Regions from separate parts of the Mus musculus genome. Here region 1 is linked to region 2. Evidence: chromatin contacts called from public HiChIP or PLAC-seq data. All regions are on one chromosome and are shown on one strand. Each heading gives the region's core, a stretch centred on a gene start, on an enhancer-like site or on the middle of the called end of the contact. The rest is flanking DNA. Distances are from core to core; before and after follow the strand shown. Region 1 has its middle 98 kb from the start of Samd5. Region 2 has its middle 13 kb from the start of Sash1.

The links. HiChIP or PLAC-seq counts read pairs in DNA pulled down with a chosen protein or histone mark.
Region 1: a contact with region 2 is called in an HNF4G HiChIP or PLAC-seq map of pancreatic cancer cells. The contact joins two enhancer-like sites. A contact is called at or near these places in 1 of 39 promoter capture datasets (cranial neural crest) and 2 of 115 datasets of contacts at active chromatin or transcription factors (astrocytes and pancreatic cancer cells).

Annotation. Positions count from the first base shown.
Region 1 is chr10:9,573,857-9,579,721 of GRCm38.p6, forward strand. It overlaps a transcript of Samd5 not described here. Among named protein-coding and RNA genes, the nearest start is that of Samd5, 98 kb to the right of the region's middle. Within about 2 kb of position 1,900, at least 8 of the 459 cell types and tissues checked have an H3K27ac peak or open chromatin away from gene starts, as enhancers often do. A contact at or near this core is called in pancreatic cancer cells, where this site is marked.
Region 2 is chr10:8,896,108-8,901,539 of GRCm38.p6, forward strand. It overlaps a transcript of Sash1 not described here. Among named protein-coding and RNA genes, the nearest start is that of Sash1, 13 kb to the left of the region's middle. Within about 2 kb of position 2,929, at least 71 of the 459 cell types and tissues checked have an H3K27ac peak or open chromatin away from gene starts, as enhancers often do. A contact at or near this core is called in pancreatic cancer cells, where this site is marked.

The sequences.
Region 1 (5,865 bases), core at 650-3,149, 680 kb after region 2:
GTTTCAAGAGTGCACTACCCCATCTGGCTTTTACAAAACATGGCTTCTGGGAAGCAAACTCAGGCCCTTGTGTATCTCTTGTAGTCTATTGTACTTGTCGAAAGGACTAGTTCTTTCCTGTTCTCAGACTATTACTGATGGGCTCAAGCCAATCCTAAGTCATTCAATGGAGCCAGAAAATAGCTTTGACTTGGCCAGACAGAATGATGTCACTTGACCCTTATAAACATTCTCTCACCCTCCAGGCTCAAACTCCAGTGCCACTGTCCCCAACTTCACTCCTTCTATCTCCGGCCTCCATTCTGATTGGCACATTGCTTCCTTCCTCTTAAATCAAGTCCCTCCTGCATCCTCCCAACCTTGGGCTCCCATTGTTGTCATCTTACAGAATGTCTGTTTCTTGTGAAACTTCTAAACCATCGCCTCAGGTCTTCTCATTGCCACCCCCTCTTTCCTTGTAGCCTGAGAAGTATGTGGGCATGTCTATAAAGCTCTACTGAGGTGACGTCATTCTGTTTTGCTTCTGGCACTTGCACTAACTCACTCACTTAGCCTGACATCAGAGACCCTGTGTGATGACAAACCAACACACATTTCCCAGTGCCGACTGGGACTGGCAGGTAGGCTCATTTGCTACTGTTCTGCATGTATGTGGGGGAGGGAAGAGAAGAGTTGGGGAGGAGGGAGGGAGAGATATGAATCTTTATTCTATCTTGTTCTTTCTCCTTTTTATCTTCGACTTCTTTTGGGTTTTGTTGTTGTGTTGTTTTGTTTTTAGGACAGAATCTTACTCTGCAACCAAGGTTGATCTTGAACTGGTAGCAATTCTCCTGCCTCTGACTCCTAAGTGCTGGGACTATAATCATAAAACTGCCACACCTCATTTCTTGTGTGTCCCCTCTATCTTCACACATACACAATCACAATGGCCACATCTCACCCACTTAGAAGAAAGTTTTCTTACTGTCTTACAGCAGGCCTATCCAGAGTTCCCTCTGATGTCATATTCTTAGTACAACAACCCTGATAAAGTTCAAGGTCAGCCAAGACCCTGCAACAAGCTGCCTGCCAAAGGCATAGCCATGAACTTCTCCAAGATCCAACACACTGGTGACAAATCTGTGCTCAGAAGTCTGCTTCATGCAGTCTCCCAACGTCCGGTGTATGGCCCTCTCTCAATAATTTATCTCATGCATTTACTAATGTGGCCTCGAAGCATAACTAGCTATATCTGGCTCTTATCCATCCCTCTATATAATCTTTGAAGGCAACCCTGTCCAGGCTTTGTACACGAAGTAAATAGGTCTTATAGAAACAAGAATGCAAACCATCTGTGGAGAAGCAGTTTGGACAACAGAGTTCAGGAGAGAGGTCATGGCCAGTGCCCTGAGGGGTTCTTCAGGCATAAGATGGACACTAGACTGAGCAGATGAGACATGGTCCGTGGACGGGGGGTGAGGTGGAAGTGAAGGAGAGCAGGGTTTGCAAGGCATTGCCCCATCAGCACAGGCTGAGGAAAAGTGACGGTGATATAGGCAGAGTTAGTTCACGGAAGGGGAGGGATCTGCAGGGCTTCCCTAAGCAGAGGCTGAGCACCGTGGTACTGAGAAAGAACAGTGTGGTTGCTCTTTCCAGCAAGAGCTCTCCATGGGTCCCAAGGCCAAACACCAATGTTCAATACATTTTGACTCAATACATTAAACTTCCTGTAGAAAATGTAACAATTCAAACGGTAATAACGTGTCTCCTGACCATAAAATTAGAAAATTATGCCAGTGAACTAGAAACCCAGAACCTTATTGTTTACCAGGATTCCACGGAGGGTGTATAAGACCCAGCCTTAGGGAGAGGGGGCTATAGAACAGAGAGGACTTGAAATGAGGCCACCGGGGTAATCACCACTAGGTGGCGCACTCCATTGTTTGCTAAGCCTCTGACTCACTGTGCCAACCACTCCAGACACCAGGAAAGGAAGATACAGCCAATAGGTCCATGGAGGCTGAGTGGGGCAAAGAGAGTACCCCAATCTCTCTGCTGCTGGCTCCCAGAATGTTCTGCTTTGCAAACCACTCTGAAGACAACTGCTCTTAGAAACTACTGAGGGCAGAAAGTGGATCATTTCACCGCTGGTAACACTAAAGACAGAAAGTGGGAGACTTTTGTAAGCAGTGCCTGGGAGTGTCTTACAGATGGCCTATTCACCCAGGATCTGAACACAGAACTCAGAATTCATCGTTACTCCGGGTCAATGAGTGTTTCATTTCTGTCAGGGTATGAAAACCAAACGACTCCATTTTTTCCTTTGTACCTTGGCTACTAGGAAATTAGATCTACTCGTGCAATGTTCTTTAAGTACTTAATTCATTCTACCTACATAGTATCTTTCTAATTGTCACATTATAGAGTTAGTCTTTTATGTTTTTAAAAAAGATAAAATGAGGAAGGCCTCATCTTTGAATCATTTGAAACTAAAAACCTTAAATTTAACCTTATTTTTATTTTTAACAGTGTCATACGTGTATATAATGAATTTTAATAATTTTTTTTTGCTCCCTAACACCCTCTCTAACCCCACCTCATTCTCCTTCAGAAACCCTTCTTCCAGATACATATCAGCACACTCATACCCGTCACCTCCGCAGAGATACTTTCTCCTTGAAAGATAAGAAGTGATGTTAAAACATGAATAATCCAATCGACTGAACCAAAGACCCACGTTTCTTTGAAGAGATAGCGGCACAGGTGCAAGCATGTTGCTCCAATGGCTTAGCAGCAAGTGGGATGCCCATGAGAACCAGCGTGGACAGTTTCTTTATTTACTGTGCTCCGGGGTGACACTGGCCCTGGGGGGGGGGGGTGACGTCACACGGGGTAGATCAGAAATGGGTTCTCAGCTCAGCAGCTGCTCAGGCTGATAAGATAGGCATCAGAGCCGGGTGTTGATGGTCCTGTCCACTTTGGCTCCCTTCCATCGTGGCAGGGAAGACATGGATGGTGGCTTTTTGCCATCTACAGCCAGGAACCATGGAGATGACGATGGTCTCAGTTCACTTTCCCCCTCATTCCATCTTACTCCATCACAGCCTAACGTGAGAGATGGTGCCATTTCCAGGTGAGCCTCTTATTAAAGCTCTCTTTGAACATCCTCATGGACACTCCAGGAGGTTGATGTAGGTGATTCTAAATCCCTCATGTCAACAATCTCAATCAACCACCACACAACTCTTCACAACATGGCTACCCAGGGGGCGCTGTCTTCCTGAGCCTCTGCACTCCACAGACTCTGGCAGTCCTGCTCTTCATGACTGGTTCTCTTTTAACGTCCTATACCTGCAGCACAGCTCCAACCAGCAACCTGGGAAAGCCCTGGGCCCCAAGAGTTCCACTTGCCTCCTGCTAGTCCCCAGGAACCTCACCTGGATACTCCCACTCCTCCTTAAGGGTTACCCATGTCCCTTCATGGGACATCCCCGGCACTGAGCCAGGTCTTCATCTTTGGGTTTAAACAAAGGCCTGTTGACAACTCCTGTTGGTTCCCTCTGTCTACCATCCTCTGATGTCTGAGCAGCTGGCTGTGTCAGAGATCTGTGTGCCTAGAATATTCCCAGCACTCAATAAATGTACAGGAAGTTGTTGTTGGCACTATTGTTTCACCTTCAGCCTTAGTTAGATCAGTAACTCACCTATAAAATAGAGGTTCTGGGGCTACTGGGAGGATTCAGTGAATATAGACATAATGAACAGAATGTTCTCCCATATTCTAAGCACTTGATACAATTTTAGCTTTTTGATAGGCTAAATGAGTATTGGAGTAATGATAGAGTCAGCATTAAAATTTAAATTCTTCACTTACCTAGTGAGGTTTCTTTTTCTTTTAAATAATTTCGCATTCAATCCACATCAACAAGCCAGTGTGGTACGTTATAGCAAATACAGATTGTTATTGCACAAGGCACCCACCAGTCACAGACAGACCTATGACATCACTAGACATATGTCCTGTATGGAGGGGTAAGAACCAAATTTCTTTCCCACTGGCCCTAGGCTCACTCCTAGAACTCAGGACAGCACAGGGAGTTTAGTAAGTGATGTGGAAAAAGCAACCTCGTACCCGGATGTAACCCAGGATCTGTTTCTGGCATCTGCTAGCGCAATTTTAATTAGCTTCCAGAACAGATACCACCATGGGGCTGATGCTGCACTTGCCATTTAAAGCACGGTGGGGTGACTTTGTTTCATAAAGCCATGCTGGCTGCTTAGATTGGAGAGTACACCACGTTTGTGAAGATGAAAATGATATCATTATGCTCTAAGGAGAGTCTATAAGTTTTACAAGCCAATTCCAATGGTCAACGAATCAGAAAAGCTGTTTCCCTCCCCACCACCCCCGCTGCCCCCAAGGCTGACTCTTGCAATTCTTTGGGGCCTGTTCATGACGACCAATGCCAAAAATAGAACCAGAGAGGAGGTCCTGCTTCCTCAGAAGCTTCTGAGTGCTTCCCATCAGCGTGTCAAGACGGACAACACTGTGGGAAAATAACTCTTCCCAGTATCCGATAACTCTGTGGACATCCTAATTGCAGGATGGCATCCTTTCAGACAAAAAGTGGGATTCCCCAGCTGAATGGCTGTCTACACTGTACCACCTCACATAACTGAGATACACCAAAGCTAAGAGGAGGGAACTCGCTGGGGGCATGGCTCGAAGCTCCAGTGTTGGCCTAGCGTAGTTGAAACTCTGGATTCCATCCCTAGATCCACAAAAACAGAGAAGGAAAAAAAGAAAAAAGACCCCCCAGGCTGGAAGACATAGATTCCTCTGGTGATTTTTAACTAGCTTTATCTAATAGGGATTTATTTAACAGTAAAAAAGAGACCCCGGAACTCTTGACTCTAGCTGCATATGTATCAAAAGATGGCCTAGTCGGCCATCACTGGAAAGAGAGGCCCATTGGACACGCAAACTTTATATGCCCCAGTACAGGGGAACGCCAGGGCCAAAAAATGGGAATGGGTAAGTAGGGAAGCGGGGTGGGGGGGAGGGCGGGTATGGGGGACTTTTGGGATAGCATTCTAAATGTAATTGAGGAAAATACATAATAATAAAAAATTTTTAAAAAAAGAGACAACAAATGTTACCCACTGCTCTGCCTACCACTGTATATTCTGTTACAATATGGCAGCATATGAACAGAATTGATCAGTTCAGAGAGCAACAAACAGTGTGTGTGTGTGTGCGTGTGTGTGTGCGTGTGCATGTGTGTGTGTGTTGGTATTGCTTTTGCAGCAGAGAGCCCTAGAAAGAAGGAAGGGAGGAGAGCCATGACTGAGCACCTGTCACGTGCTAGACCCATACTCCTAGCTTTGATCACTCTGTCCTTGTGGCCTTCACACTGCCACACTCACTAGTAGTCCCACTGAGAAGACTAAGCTCAGAAAGTTTAAGGCCAATGTGCAGCATCACACAGCCTGTAGGGTTGCAAGGCTTAAACTCAACGAGTCCCTCAAGGGCCAGGCTTGTAGCATTTTTCTTAACATCAAGCAAAGATTAAAAGTGTACCCTCCCATCTGCAATAGTGACAAAACTGAGTGCTCCACTGCGATGCCTCTTCACAGCTAATTGTTATCTATTCAAGAAACATCCAACAGCAGATTCGTTCAGTCTACACCAAGCGTGTGCATCACAGCCAATGTTTTCGTGTCATTCTACTGACACACATTTCTGGCACATTTGGGAGGACTAAACATTTATCAATATTTGGGTTTCACCAGCATAATATGCATGCAACGGCTTCCCTCATTTTTGGAAGGCTTTAATAAACAAGTTCATAGTCATGGATAGAATGCTGAATAACTACCTCACAT
Region 2 (5,432 bases), core at 1,679-4,178:
TTCTTTTGCATGTGAACCTGGATGTTCCAGTCCGCAGTTTCTACTGTCATTCCTACTGTGGTGGAGTATGGCCCTCTGAAACCATGAGCCAAAATCAGCTTCTTTGCTGAACTTGTCTCTTCCGGGAACTTTGGTCACAGCCACTCAAAAGGAATACACTCAGAAACATGTGTTACTGGCAGGAAGCAAGATTCTAGTAGGTTGTGTATGGGTACCTATGAGGACCAAAAATGTGAGCAGCTAGAGCTGAGTGCTATTTGTTGAAAGCAAAGAACCAAAGGAATCCAACTCAAAATAAACTAAAAAGTAAACTAAGATGGGAAGGAAAGCCACTATGCTGTAGGCGAGGGCCCTGCCTCAAAAAGAAAAAAGAACACATGGAGACTGATACTTAGAATCAAGATCTTGTTATTTATCTTTTTACTTAAACTTTTTGAGAATGTTAAAAAAACAAAAACCAGAGATAGTGTTCTTTCTTTCTTTCTTTTTTTTTTTTTTGGTTTTTCGAGACAGGGTTTCTCTGTGTAGCTCAGGCTGTCCTTATTTGTAGACCAGGCTGGCCTCGAACTCAGAAATCCGCCTGCCACTGTGCTAGGATTAAAGGCGTGCGCCACCAGGACGATTGTGCTATTTCTAAGGTATGCAAAGACAGGCTTAAAAAGAGCGCAGCTGGAAAGCATCACCACCCACCCTGGCTCATCAATCTTGTCTATTTTGTGAACTTCATGAGAATGCCTACTTGCTTCTCTGTTACTGAAACATGCTTGTTGGTGGGAAAAAAATTCCCCATTCAATTAAAAACATCTGATTAATACTGCTACATTTCGTCCTCGAACTGTCTCAGTGTCATGGTACATTGGGCACCAGTTTTGCTTCTAGTGAGGAGCCCAGAGGAAATTTTGGGTCCTTTTCAGGCATCGTGTACCTGAGTGTATGTGATACACACGGTGCATGCAGGAGCCCACACGTCAGAAGGGGATGAGGATGCCCAGGAATTAGAGTTACAGGCTGTAAGAGTTCTTAGCTGCTGCTGCTGTTGTTGAGGCAGGGTCTTTCACTGGCCTGGAACCTACTGTGCATGCGGGGTAAGGGCTGGCTGGCTAGCCATTAGGCCCCAGGCATCCTTCTGTCTCCCAGCATCAGCATCACAAGCATGCATTAAGCTAGCTAGCTTTCTTTCTTTCTTTCTTTCTTTCTTTCTTTCTTTCTTCCTTTCTTCCTTTCTTTCTAAGTTTTTAGGTAGGTTCTGGGGATCAAGCTATGGTCCTGGTGATTTCTCAGCAGGCACTTTACACAGTCAGCTACTTCCTCAGCCTTGAGTAATTTTCATTTCTAAAGACTCTGGTATAACGTTCTGTTAAAAAAAACCCAACAAAACGAAAACAACAACAACAACAACAACAACAACAACAAAACACATGTGTTGGCTCAGCACAAAATTTAAAAGGACAGTGTAATATTTCTTTCACTAATCATTTTTTAAAAGCCTAAGAAATTTGCTATAGGCATGACTCGAGGATGCCCATGCCTGCATCAGCTCTCCGTGGCTGATTTTATTCTGCTCTGTTCCTCGTGCAGGAGTCCAGAGTTTGGATCGCACGAAACTTGATTTCTCTCCTAGTAACCTTCGCCCACTGTCCGTTACAAAGCGAACAAAAGAACTCCAACTGTCCCTCCAGCTGTAAACCTCTATGATTTTAGAATCTCAGAACTGTAGCTCTTCCTTCTCACGAGATCCAGTTTTCCCTACTTCCCATGAAAAGTGGAGTCTAATGGACTCTCCTAGAGATCGTCAAGGTTGTTTTATTCTCCTGGATCCTTTCTTTTACATCAAGTTTCCTGTAACACACAGACACACACACACACACACACACACACACACACACACACACACACACAGATTCATGTAAGACACAGTCACATAGACACACATAGGGAGACACAGGTACACATACACATACAGACACATAGATACAGACACAGAGACACATACACACATAGACACACATACACAGACACATACACACAGATACAGTAAGACACACAGAAACACACAGTCACACAAACTTACAGAGATACACATGGACACACATAGACACACAGACATATAGACATACAGACACAGAGACACAAACACACATAGACACACACACTCAGAGATATACATATACACAGAGAGACAGACACTCCTACACATTCAGGCTCACAGAGAGATAGACACATACAGACACACATTGATACACAGACACACACATACAGATAGAGGCAGAGGGGGACAGCTCAGTTATTGCAGCCTCTCTGAGAGTCCTTACACAACTGCATATATTAATAAATGAGCCTTGTCACAAACTCATCAAAAGAGGTGGCGCAGGGGACTGCCTCAAAGAGCTTCTCACATGAGGAGACAGAAGGTTCTAGTTACAGGACAGTGGGTCAGAAGGGCCTCTTTAATTAACGCCTTGGTGGAGTTTGGTGAAACAGTTCCCTGTTTAGGGAAGTATATACCACTCACTGTTCCTATGGCGGGGGCTGGCCTGAAAAGGGTTTGAAATTAAAAAAAAAAAAAAAGTCGCCTGGGAAGCAGGCACCAGATTCTCTTTTTACCATTTTCTCTCTCAGTGAATATAAGAAAGAAAATGTTTTAATGGCGTGCCTGGGCCTAATTTGTTCTCATTGCTCATAAATGGAACAACTAGGTGCTATCTACCCTCTGTCTAATGAATGTTCTCGAAAATCAGATGATGTTGTTTCTAATAGCAAAGAGACACTTCACAAAGAACCCTTGTTCTGGAAATTAGGTCATCTGGACAGTCTACCCATTAAGAAAAAGCCTATTCTGCTTCCAGAGGTCACCTATTGGGGCAGGAAATCTTTCAGCCAGCAAACCAACATCTGGCCCGAAATCTTCCAGGCTGAGATGCCAGTTTCCTGATCTAAATGGAACACACATGGGAGAGAAAGAAAAAAAAAAGTCTTCATTTGCCCAAGCATTCTTCACTGTGGCATAGATAAGGAACCTTTGGAGAAAGAGCTTTGCTTTGCTCATCAACATAAGCAGAACCTGCTTCTTTCTGTAGAAGTCCTAAGAGTGAAGGCACAGGCTAATCGCTTACCAGTAAACCCATAAATAAACTCGCCTTAGCTGATCATTTATACTGACTCATTCCAGACTGTGCAAGAATTTGTCTCTCTCTCTTTTTTTTAATTTGTTTGCTCAGTTTGGGCGCGGCAGGGCAGACTCAGCTGGGGCCTCAGGACTGCTAAGCACAGGCCTTACCATTGAGCTATATCCTTAGTCCTAAGGATGACTTTTGTACTTTAAGGAGCCATCTCAAAGCAACAGGATCAAACTTGAAGGAAAGAGTTGAGAAGGTGTTTGCTATACAAACCGAATACAAACCGAGGCTGCCTAGGCTCACTAATTGAGCAGCTTGTCCCCAGTGGTGGCCCTGTTGTAAGAAATGGTGGAAATGTCAGGAATTGGGGCTTAGTTGGAGGACATAAGACACTGGGTATGTGCCTTTGAAGACGATTATACTGGTCCCTGGTTCCCTCGCCCCACCCTCCACTTTTTCTGTATCATGAGGTGAGTGGGCTCCGTTTCTCACTACAATGCCATCTTCCATAGGTTCATTTTAAATAAAAGTAGTGATGGAGTTTTAAAGAAAAATGTTTAAGAACATCAAAGATCAGAGCTGGAGAAATGGCTCAGTGGTTAAGAGCACTGACTGCTCTTCCAGAGGTCCTGAGTTCAATTCCTGGCAACCACATGGTGGCTAACAACCATCTGTAATGGGATACAATGCCCTCTTCTGGTGTGTCTGAAGAGATAGACAGTGTATTCACATACATAAAATAAATAAATTAAAAAAAAAAAAAAGAGCCGGGCGTGGTGGCACACGCCTTTAATCCCAGCACTTGGGAGTTGGGAGGCAGAGGCAGGCAAATTTCTAAGTTCGAGGCCAGCCTGGTCTACAAAGTGAGTTCCAGGACAGCCAGGGCTATACAGAGAAACCCTGTCTCGAAAAACAAAACAAAACTCAAAACAAACAAACAAACAAACAAACAAAAAACCAAAACTACTGCAGTGGGAGACTTAAGATTTAAGAGAAAGCTCTGATAAAAATAATGCCTCAGAGATAAGGACTGTGATTATGAAGATGATGGTGATGATAGTGATGATGAAGATGATGGTGGTGAAATAATGATGAAGATTACACAGACGATGGTGATAGCAATTTGTATTAATGAGGAATGACAGACATAAGGCTCCCTTTTTTAGAAGTCAGTACACTATTCAGCAGTGTTAATTTCTTTTTCTTTTTAACATTAGCAATGGGCCACTGTGATAGGAATGGCCTCCACAGGCTTTTGTGTCTGAATGTTTATCATTAAAGAATGTTACTATTTGACAGAGATTGGGAGGAGTGGCCTTGTTAGAGGAAGTCGGTCACTGGGGGTGGGCTTTCAGGTTTCAAAAGCCCGAGCCAGGCCCAGTGTCTCTCTTTCTCTGTATACAGATCAGGATGTTAGCTGACAGCTATTACCTCAGTACTGTGTCTGCCCATGTGCCACCATGCTTCCCGCCATGATGATAATGGACTAAACCTCTAGAACTGTAAGTCAGTCCCAATTAAATGTGTTCCTTTGTAAGAGTTGCTGTGACCTGGTATCTCTTCACAGCAACAGAACAGGGACTAAGAAAGCCACCTCCCTTGCAGCAGAGTTTTCCCAGAGGGTCTTGGTTCAGACTCTCTTTTCTGGTCTCCAATCTAAAGTGACGTCACCTTTCACACCCTTGGTCTCCTTTATCCTAAACTCAAAAGGGCATTAAAGGAAATGCCCAAGGTCTTTTTGATCCCCAATATTCTGTAATCCACAAGTGGACGCTGACAGAGTGGAAATGACTTCAGGCCCCAAACAGAAGGGAGTCCTGATTTTACCTTTGCTTTTTGGAGACAGACTCACATAGCCCCAGCTGGCCTTGTACTTACTATGTAGTCAAGCATGGCCTTGAACTACTAATCCTCTGCCTCTACCTCCCAAGTAAAGAGATTGTATGTATGTGCCACACTTGGCTTTAAAAGGAGGCTTTGAAAGACTGAGAACCAAAGAAATACCTTTCCTACTTAGTGGCAGTTCTATATTTTCTATATAGTAGAAATCATCCCATTTAAAAAATGCAGGCATTGTGTTCTCCCTCCCTCTGCCTCCTCCCTCCCTCCCTCCCCACCTCTTTCTTTCTCTATTCCCTTTATTTCTACAGTGCTATATATATGTCCTTAGTATATACTAGGCAAGATCTCAACCACTGAGCAACATACCCAGGCCTGAAATGTACACCTCACTGAGGACACTAAAAGCATTCCAAAGTTTTCTACCTGGAAACCAAACAGTATCTTCAAAAAGCTGCCAATGGAACATGACTGGTG